Linked DNA regions of Anas platyrhynchos: region 1 is linked to region 2. Evidence: chromatin contacts called from public Hi-C data. All regions are on one chromosome and are shown on one strand. Each heading gives the region's core, a stretch centred on a gene start, on an enhancer-like site or on the middle of the called end of the contact. The rest is flanking DNA. Distances are from core to core; before and after follow the strand shown.

Evidence for each region. A called contact is a pair of places that touch in the nucleus more often than the background predicts.
Region 1: a contact with region 2 is called in a Hi-C map of liver, with 2.9 times the contacts expected there. The contact joins the enhancer-like site here to the promoter of ANKH in region 2. A contact is called at or near these places in 2 of 8 Hi-C or Micro-C datasets (liver and skeletal muscle).

Annotation. Positions count from the first base shown.
Region 1 is chr2:88,685,853-88,689,431 of IASCAAS_PekinDuck_T2T, reverse strand. The region is part of intron 8 of ANKH (ANKH inorganic pyrophosphate transport regulator); the gene reads right to left. Among named protein-coding and RNA genes, the nearest start is that of OTULIN, 39 kb to the left of the region's middle. Within about 2 kb of position 1,876, at least 1 of the 8 cell types and tissues checked has an H3K27ac peak or open chromatin away from gene starts, as enhancers often do.
Region 2 is chr2:88,597,005-88,600,595 of IASCAAS_PekinDuck_T2T, reverse strand. It overlaps ANKH (ANKH inorganic pyrophosphate transport regulator), which reads right to left and starts at 1,489. Exons shown (of 12, transcript XM_027451625.3): 1 at 855-1,489. The coding sequence starts at 950.

The sequences.
Region 1 (3,579 bases), core at 627-3,126, 88 kb before region 2:
AACTTGATATGTTTGCAGAAGTGGGGCTGTCTGAGGAAGGTGTTTAACTGTCCAAATATTGTTCTATGTATATTTTGAAGATTGCATCTTAAGGAATTTAACCCAAACCTTGTTCATGACCTCTTGTGACCTCTTATGGTACGAGACACCCAGTGAGGGCTGAATAAATGTACTTTACAACTTATTATGCATTTCAGCTTTGAATTGTATCTTTGATTTTTTTTGGAACAATATTAGTTAAATTTATCAATTTTATTAATATGGAAGAATGCCACATGTTTTTTGACTTTTGAAGTGTGCTATAAACAGATCTAAAAGGTACCCAGAGTCTTACATAGTCCGATCTCCTGAACTACTAAACATCTCCATGGCCTCTGCCTTTCTCATACAAACAGAGCTTCTATAATTGTATCTCATTAAAGAGCCTGTATCACTCTTAAGGGATGAGCTGTTCTTGTAGATATGTTTGCAGTCAAAAGAATGTCCTGTTCCAACTCGAATCTGCGTGGATAAACTGGAGTTGACTCCTCTGATCAACATTTAATTTGCAAGATTTTGGGGGGTAAAAAAAAAACACCACCCAATTTTGAGCTTAGTGCTGTTCTTCTGGCCATTATAAATCTATACCTTCACTGACCTTGAAACTTTAGTCCCCTAAATGTCTGTGTACCAGGACTTGTTTCAAAAATTAACTCTAGCATCTTAACATTACAGAAAATAGCACTCTTCTTCTGTATGTTTATCATGGACAGTAAAAAAAATAATTAACTACTAGTACTGAAGCAATGGCAATAGTTACTGTAAATTAGTTACACCCATCTTCCAAGCTCTAGTTGGAATGTGTTTTCATGTTGAATGTAGCTATGCAACAGAACACAATTTCCTAATACCTCCTGAAGCACTCATTCTACCATGCAGTTTCTCAAGTAGTTGAACATGAAAAATATTCAATGGGATTCTTATAAAGAAAAAAGAAACCCAACCACTTATCAATTTACAAATAAAGGTTTATAAAGGTTTTCATGTTTTACTGTGGTCAAAAATATATATATATATTTCATCATAAAGACATTATTCCCTGTTGACAGGAAATCATGAATGAGTTTAAGATGAAAATAATGAAGTGGTAAAAGCCTCCTGTCTTTACAGGCTTGTTTTTCAAGCATACAGCTACAAGCTATCATCAAATTCTTTGGAAGTTGTGCAGAAATTTCTGTGCATGGTACAAGATCAGAGGCCAACGTCACTGGCTTGCTATGGAAGCTTGTTGCATACCAAACCTGGGCTCCTAACAGAACAGGCCTGCAGAATCCTATCCCATGTGGGCTGCACATCATGTTAGAAAGCAGTTTTCACCCAGCCCCTGCAGTTTCGAGGGGTTCTCTGATGCCTTTTAGGAAAAAGAAAGTGTGATCAGTCCAAAGGGAGGTGATTAAGCTTCTCCTTATACAACAAGCTGTTGGGATATAACATGGTGATATGCTCGTTTGTCTTTTAATTCTGAAGTGGACTGGAGGGTTGGTCCTTTTCTTCAGTATAGTTTTCAAGCCCTGATTGGGTAAAGCTCGAAGGAAGATCTGCCCTGACCTCACAGCTGACCTGCTTTGAGCCAGAGGCTGGGCCGGATGAACTCCTGAGGGCTTTCCAACATGACTAATCCCGTGATCCTATGAAGCAAAAAGCCTTAGATCTGTGTGCAGCAAAAATGTCAGACCACAGACATATCTGAAAGCTGTTTATCAGAATGGTAATGACTTGAATCACAAAGACATTCCCTTATAGCAATTACCCCTCAGGTACCTGCAGGTCAGTATAGTTTTCTGTGAACTTTGTTTTCTGTGAAGGGTGTTGTAAAGCAGAAATCAGCTGTCATAAAATTTGCCAAGCAGCAGGGGGAGCACAAGAAACCAGACCCTGCCTGCAGGAAAACTGTAACTTCACATCTAACCCTGGAAATAATTGATTTCTGCAGATTTAAGTCTTCCCCTGCCTCCCCCAACTTTTCTTATAATTCAGAGTGATGAAGCACATCGTTCTTCAGAAATAAAGCTAGGTCCAGCAGCTGCACAATACCCTGATCCTCTGACAGCATTAAGATGATGGCACATGTACCTCCCCACCAACTGCTGCTGAAAATACCTGGGTAGTATTTTTCAGGCAGGGTTGGGTCACTGCAGCATTTAAGATAGTCATTGTATTGGCCTGTTGAATCCTGCTGTAGTTTTTACAGAATGCAGAATGATTTACCAGGCATAGCGACGCCTTAAGAAAGCTTGAACAAACCAAAGCTGGCAGATTCCTAGACTCTGAATACTTTTGACACAACTTAGCCATTTTCTTCTGTCCTAAATTTTCTGCAGCACTTGCTGCTTCCTATCATGGTTACAATGCTTGAGCAGAAACATGCTGCAGGGACAATTTTTGACCCTTTTCTGCTTGCTCCAGCCATTCATGCAGAATAGACTCTTTGTGTGAAACCTGAACAATGATGAAGAAGACATCAGTCTCCACTTCACTGAACCAAACAGAAATCCTTTGTTCCAGAACAAAAGCTCAGTGCGGTACCACGGATGGGACAAGGCCCTTGGCTTGCTCGTGAGGATTTTATAAAGTCAGCTTCTGGTGGTCCAACATCTTCCTGAGTAGGCAGGAATGCTTCTGTTCATGTTGTGTGAAATGATCTTTACTGAAGCAGGAACTAAACCTGACTGAAAAGGTAAAAACCTTCTTGAGTGACTGTCAGCCAATATGTCATTTCCAAATTGTTATATTTGTGCCAGCAGCCTGAAGATAAAAAAGCATCTGGGAGTTCAAAGATCAAAATTAAAAGCAGTGAAAACAAACTCATTCGCTGGATGGATGGCATTATTCTGAAAGCTGTCCTTGGCATGCATATAATGGTTGATAGTAAAGTAAAAAGAATGTGGATTATGTCTTAAAATTTGTTGGTTTTTTTTTTGTTTTTTTTTTAGTGTAAAGATCCTAGATAGGATATGTGATGTCTCCTCAATATAATGAGGCTGTAATTAAGCCATTGATGAAATAAGGCAGGGGAGTGTGGGGGAAATCTGTTCCTTTTTTTTTTATTGCCTTTTTTTGTATACTCATTAGAGATAATGACGATGAACCCAGTCACCCAGAGAATTTCAGATACTGGCACTGTCAGCAGCTGGGGTTGTGTCCTCCGAGGGGGACCTGGTTCTTACTGTGACATTTCTTCCTGCAGATTTTACTGCCTCAGCTCTATTAGCCCATGACTCGTAGTAAAGCCCGGTTGCAACCGTTGATAAAGAAGCAATGCAGAGACGTAAGATGAAGGCCACCAATAAAAGATAGGAAAAAATGAATGAACCTTGAACAAAGTGGCCTCTACAATGGCTTAAACATTTGGCTGCTTTTTATCACACTGCAAGTTGCAGGTATATACGGTGGCAGCAAAATGTGATTCTGACGTACATTTCCCTTCATTCATCTTTAAACTTGGGATCAATAACTAAGTGGAAAGTTGAGTAACACTGCACAGTACTTTGATTCTACAGAAAATGTAATGTTTCTTCAAGCCACTCACTAACCATGACT
Region 2 (3,591 bases), core at 240-2,739:
TTGATGTTTACTGCTTTTCCTACCGCAACATCTGTCCTTCGATTTTCCTCTTTACAAATCGGTGAAAGTACGCGCTCGTTTTCTGGTGTCTTTGCTTACAGAGCAAGGGAGCATGTGCCTATTCTGGTTAGAAAGCAAGAGCTGCTCAGCAAAACTGAGTGATTTAGGACAAGGCAGAAAGTGACACGAGATGCAATACTTACTGTGGCTGCCCATCTTAACGCTTGTGCAGGAGCCTCAGTGCATTGTGCGCTATTATAAAGGGAGCCCCTATACATGTGTATGCCTGCCTGACACAGGACCGGGCCCTTACCTGTCATAAGCACCCGAGGGAGCGCCCAGCGAGCTCTCCGCATCGCGATGCTACGCCAAGCAAGCATCCCTACGGAAAACCTCGGGCCGAGGGGGCGAGGGCATCAATCCCAAACCTAATTCGTGCTTCCCCCCGTGCTCTCCCTCACGGCGGGGGCCCTGTGCGCCAGGGGGGAGGCAGGGAGAGGCTTCACCTGCGGCCCCGGGGGGATGCGGAGCTGCCCCCCCCCCCCGGCTGAAGAGGGGACCCCGCCGCTGCGGCACCGCCGCGCCGGGGCTGCGGTGGGCACGGGGAGGGGAAAAATAGTAATAATAATAACAATAATAATAAATAATAATAATAAAATTATAAATAAAGCAAGACCCGGCCGAACACATTATGTAATTTATTATATAATCTTGGGGAGAAAAAAAAATATATATTTAGGTAGAAGTCGCCCTCCCTGCAGCCAGCCCCAGCCCCCGGGCTGCGCGCAGGGGGGAGCCGGGGGAGGGCGGCGGGGCCCGGCCCGGCCCGGCTGGGCTCGGCTCGGCTGCCTTACCTGCTCCCCGAAGTCGATGGCGATGTTGGTGATGCCCAGCGGGACGAGGAAGCGGATGAGGGGCCAGTAGTTAGTGAGCGCTGGAAATTTCACCATAGTCCCAGCTGCGCGGGGGCCCCAAGCGCATCTGCCGCGGCGGGAGACGGGCGAGGGGGGACGGCGGCGAGGAAGGATGAAAGGGCGCAGGAGGAGGAGGAGGAGGAGGAGGAGGAAGAGGAGGAGGAGGAGGAGGAGGAGGAGGAGGGTGGCTGCGTGTCGGTGCGGCGAGAGCAGCGCCGAGCCCCCCGGCACGGTCCCTCCCTGCCCGGCGCTGCGCGGCGCGGCGCGGCCCTGCCGGGTGCTGTCTGTGCCGGCTCAGCAGCACGCCCGGCAGATCAAGTCCATCCCCGCTGCCCTCCTCCCACACGACAGCGAGCCGCCGCCGCCGGAAAAAAAAAGAGGAGGGACACCGCCGGCCGCTCCTGCGGGCAGCGCTGCCATCCTCGGGGCGAGGGGGCAAGGGGAAGGGCGCGGAGCAAGCCCCCCCCCTCCGCCTGACGCTCGCCGGCGGCAGGGCGACGGCTGCAGCGCCGCGCAGGGAAACGCCGCCCTCCTCTTCCTCCTCCTCCTCCTCCTCCTCCTTCTCCTCCTCCTCCTCCTCCTCCTCCTCCCCGCCGCCCCGGGGGGCCCGGTGCGGGGCGGTGGTGGCGGCGCCGCTGTCCCGAGGCACGTGTCTGTGACACACGGGCTGTGCTGCCGGAGGCTCGGGGGGAGAGAGCGGCACCGAGCGGCTCCTCCTGACGAAGGAGAGCCCGGCGGGCTGCCCCGGCCCCGGCACCTGTCGGATAGAGGGGCACGGAGGGGGCTGACCCCCCAAAAACGTCGCCTTCCCAGCGGGTCTGCGGCCGCCCTACGCCCGCCCGGTGCCATTTTGAGGCGGGGGGCACAGCCCGGGTAGAAACAGAGCTGGAGGCTCCTCCAGGTCCTTCAGGCTTCATGCAGGGGCACTTGGAGAGCTACAGGAAAGCTGTGGGGCCGTAGCCAGCCATGCTCGTGGCTTTTGTCTGATAAAACACCCGAAATAAATAAATGGAGAATGTTGGCCAGCGTGATCTGTTTGCTATCCAAAGCCTCTGCCTGAGATCTGGGCAAGGGGAAAGCGTTCGTGGCCCAGCCCTGCACGCACGAGGGTCCTGGCGTGGCTTTCTGAGCCACAGCCTTGGGAAACTGAGAGGCCCTTTCAGTGCAAGGTGTGGGAGGAGGAAAACAAAGCCCTTCTGAACACTTTGCGGAAGTTTTTCAGCATTTTAAATCTTGCAGGGGGATTTGGGGGTTTCCTTGTAATTGAGTTCCTCTGTAGCGTTCAGCCTGATGATATCACCTTTCACATCTCAAGGCGACAAAGCTTAAAAAGGAGGGTTGGCAAGTATCTCAGGAAGGCCAAAGTCACGTGCAGCCTAAAATGTCCCTGCTCCTCAGGAGGGCGGTGGCCAGTGGGGGAGTGGTGGCAGCCTTCCTGACCATAAGACTTGTGCTAAAATGTTCACATGAGCGAGAGCCATTCCACATATTTTGGAGAGTCAACAGGAGGCGAGCTCTGAAGATCCTTAACAGGCAGATGGCTTGCTGTGGGGTGGGGTTGGGGCAAAGCCAGCCTCAGTTGTCGCTGGAGGTTTTATCCCTCCTACAGCTGGAGTTTGGCACACCTAGTAGTAGCCCATACACAGACATGTGGCCCAGCCTTCCTTATGGACACGCAAGATCAAACTCAAAATGTTTATGAGCCCTGTGAGGGTGCAAACCTGAATTTGTCTTGTAGATCAATTAACATGCCACAGGCATGGTGTCATGGGGATGAGGCAGTGGAGCAGTGTAAAGCAGAGGACAACAAACTGAGAAGCGTGGAGCAAGAGTTGTTTGTAATTGTGTAAGTGTGTCTTTGAATTAACAGCATGATTATCTTCGTCTTCCAGAGGAAGATCCCCCTCTTTATCCTTCGGCAAACAGTATGCCCCTGAAGCATCAACAGGAGAATAAATCCAGAGCTCAGTGCCCCAGCACAGCCTGTGGTTGCATCCATGTGAACGTTGTGTGATTATTTTTCAGGGTGGTGTTGAAAAGTGCAAACTAATTTGTTTTCCAAAGAAAGTAAACTGTAAGCTCTGTTCAAGGGAGGTATCTAATCATCTCTAGACCTTGCTGGGGATCATGAGGTTTTGAACCAGTGGTTGGTCCACAGGACAGCTTCAGATTGTGGCTGTGATGGGGAGCACTGAGTCCAAGCAACCAGGCTTATGTTAGGCTGGAGTAGAAACTCCAGTGTAGAGATAAAGGCCTTAGTGCCAGCTCCTTTGCTTCACTTGTTCGTTCGCACCAAGCTGGATTACATACCCGTCAGTTTAGACAGAGCCTGTGTGTAGGCTTATGTGCAAGGCTGCAGAAGATCCATGTAGGTGGGCCCTTTCTTTGGACAAAGTTAATAGCTTTTGAAGACAAAACTGGATATATTCCAAAGCATTAATTTTCCTGAGATTGTATTTGGTTTTAGATAACTCTATTGTCAGTAACTAATTTCTTTGTGATAGGACTGGATTTTATCGTGAGTGAGGTCATTCCTCATTGGCATGGGTCTAAGAAAAACCTGGAGCTGAAATTGTGGAACAACATTGTTCACAGCTCCATATTTTTCCATATTTTCTAGTTAAGTTTTGCTATTTTGTTTCAGTTTAGAGCAGTGTTTTTTGGTTTGGTTTGTTTT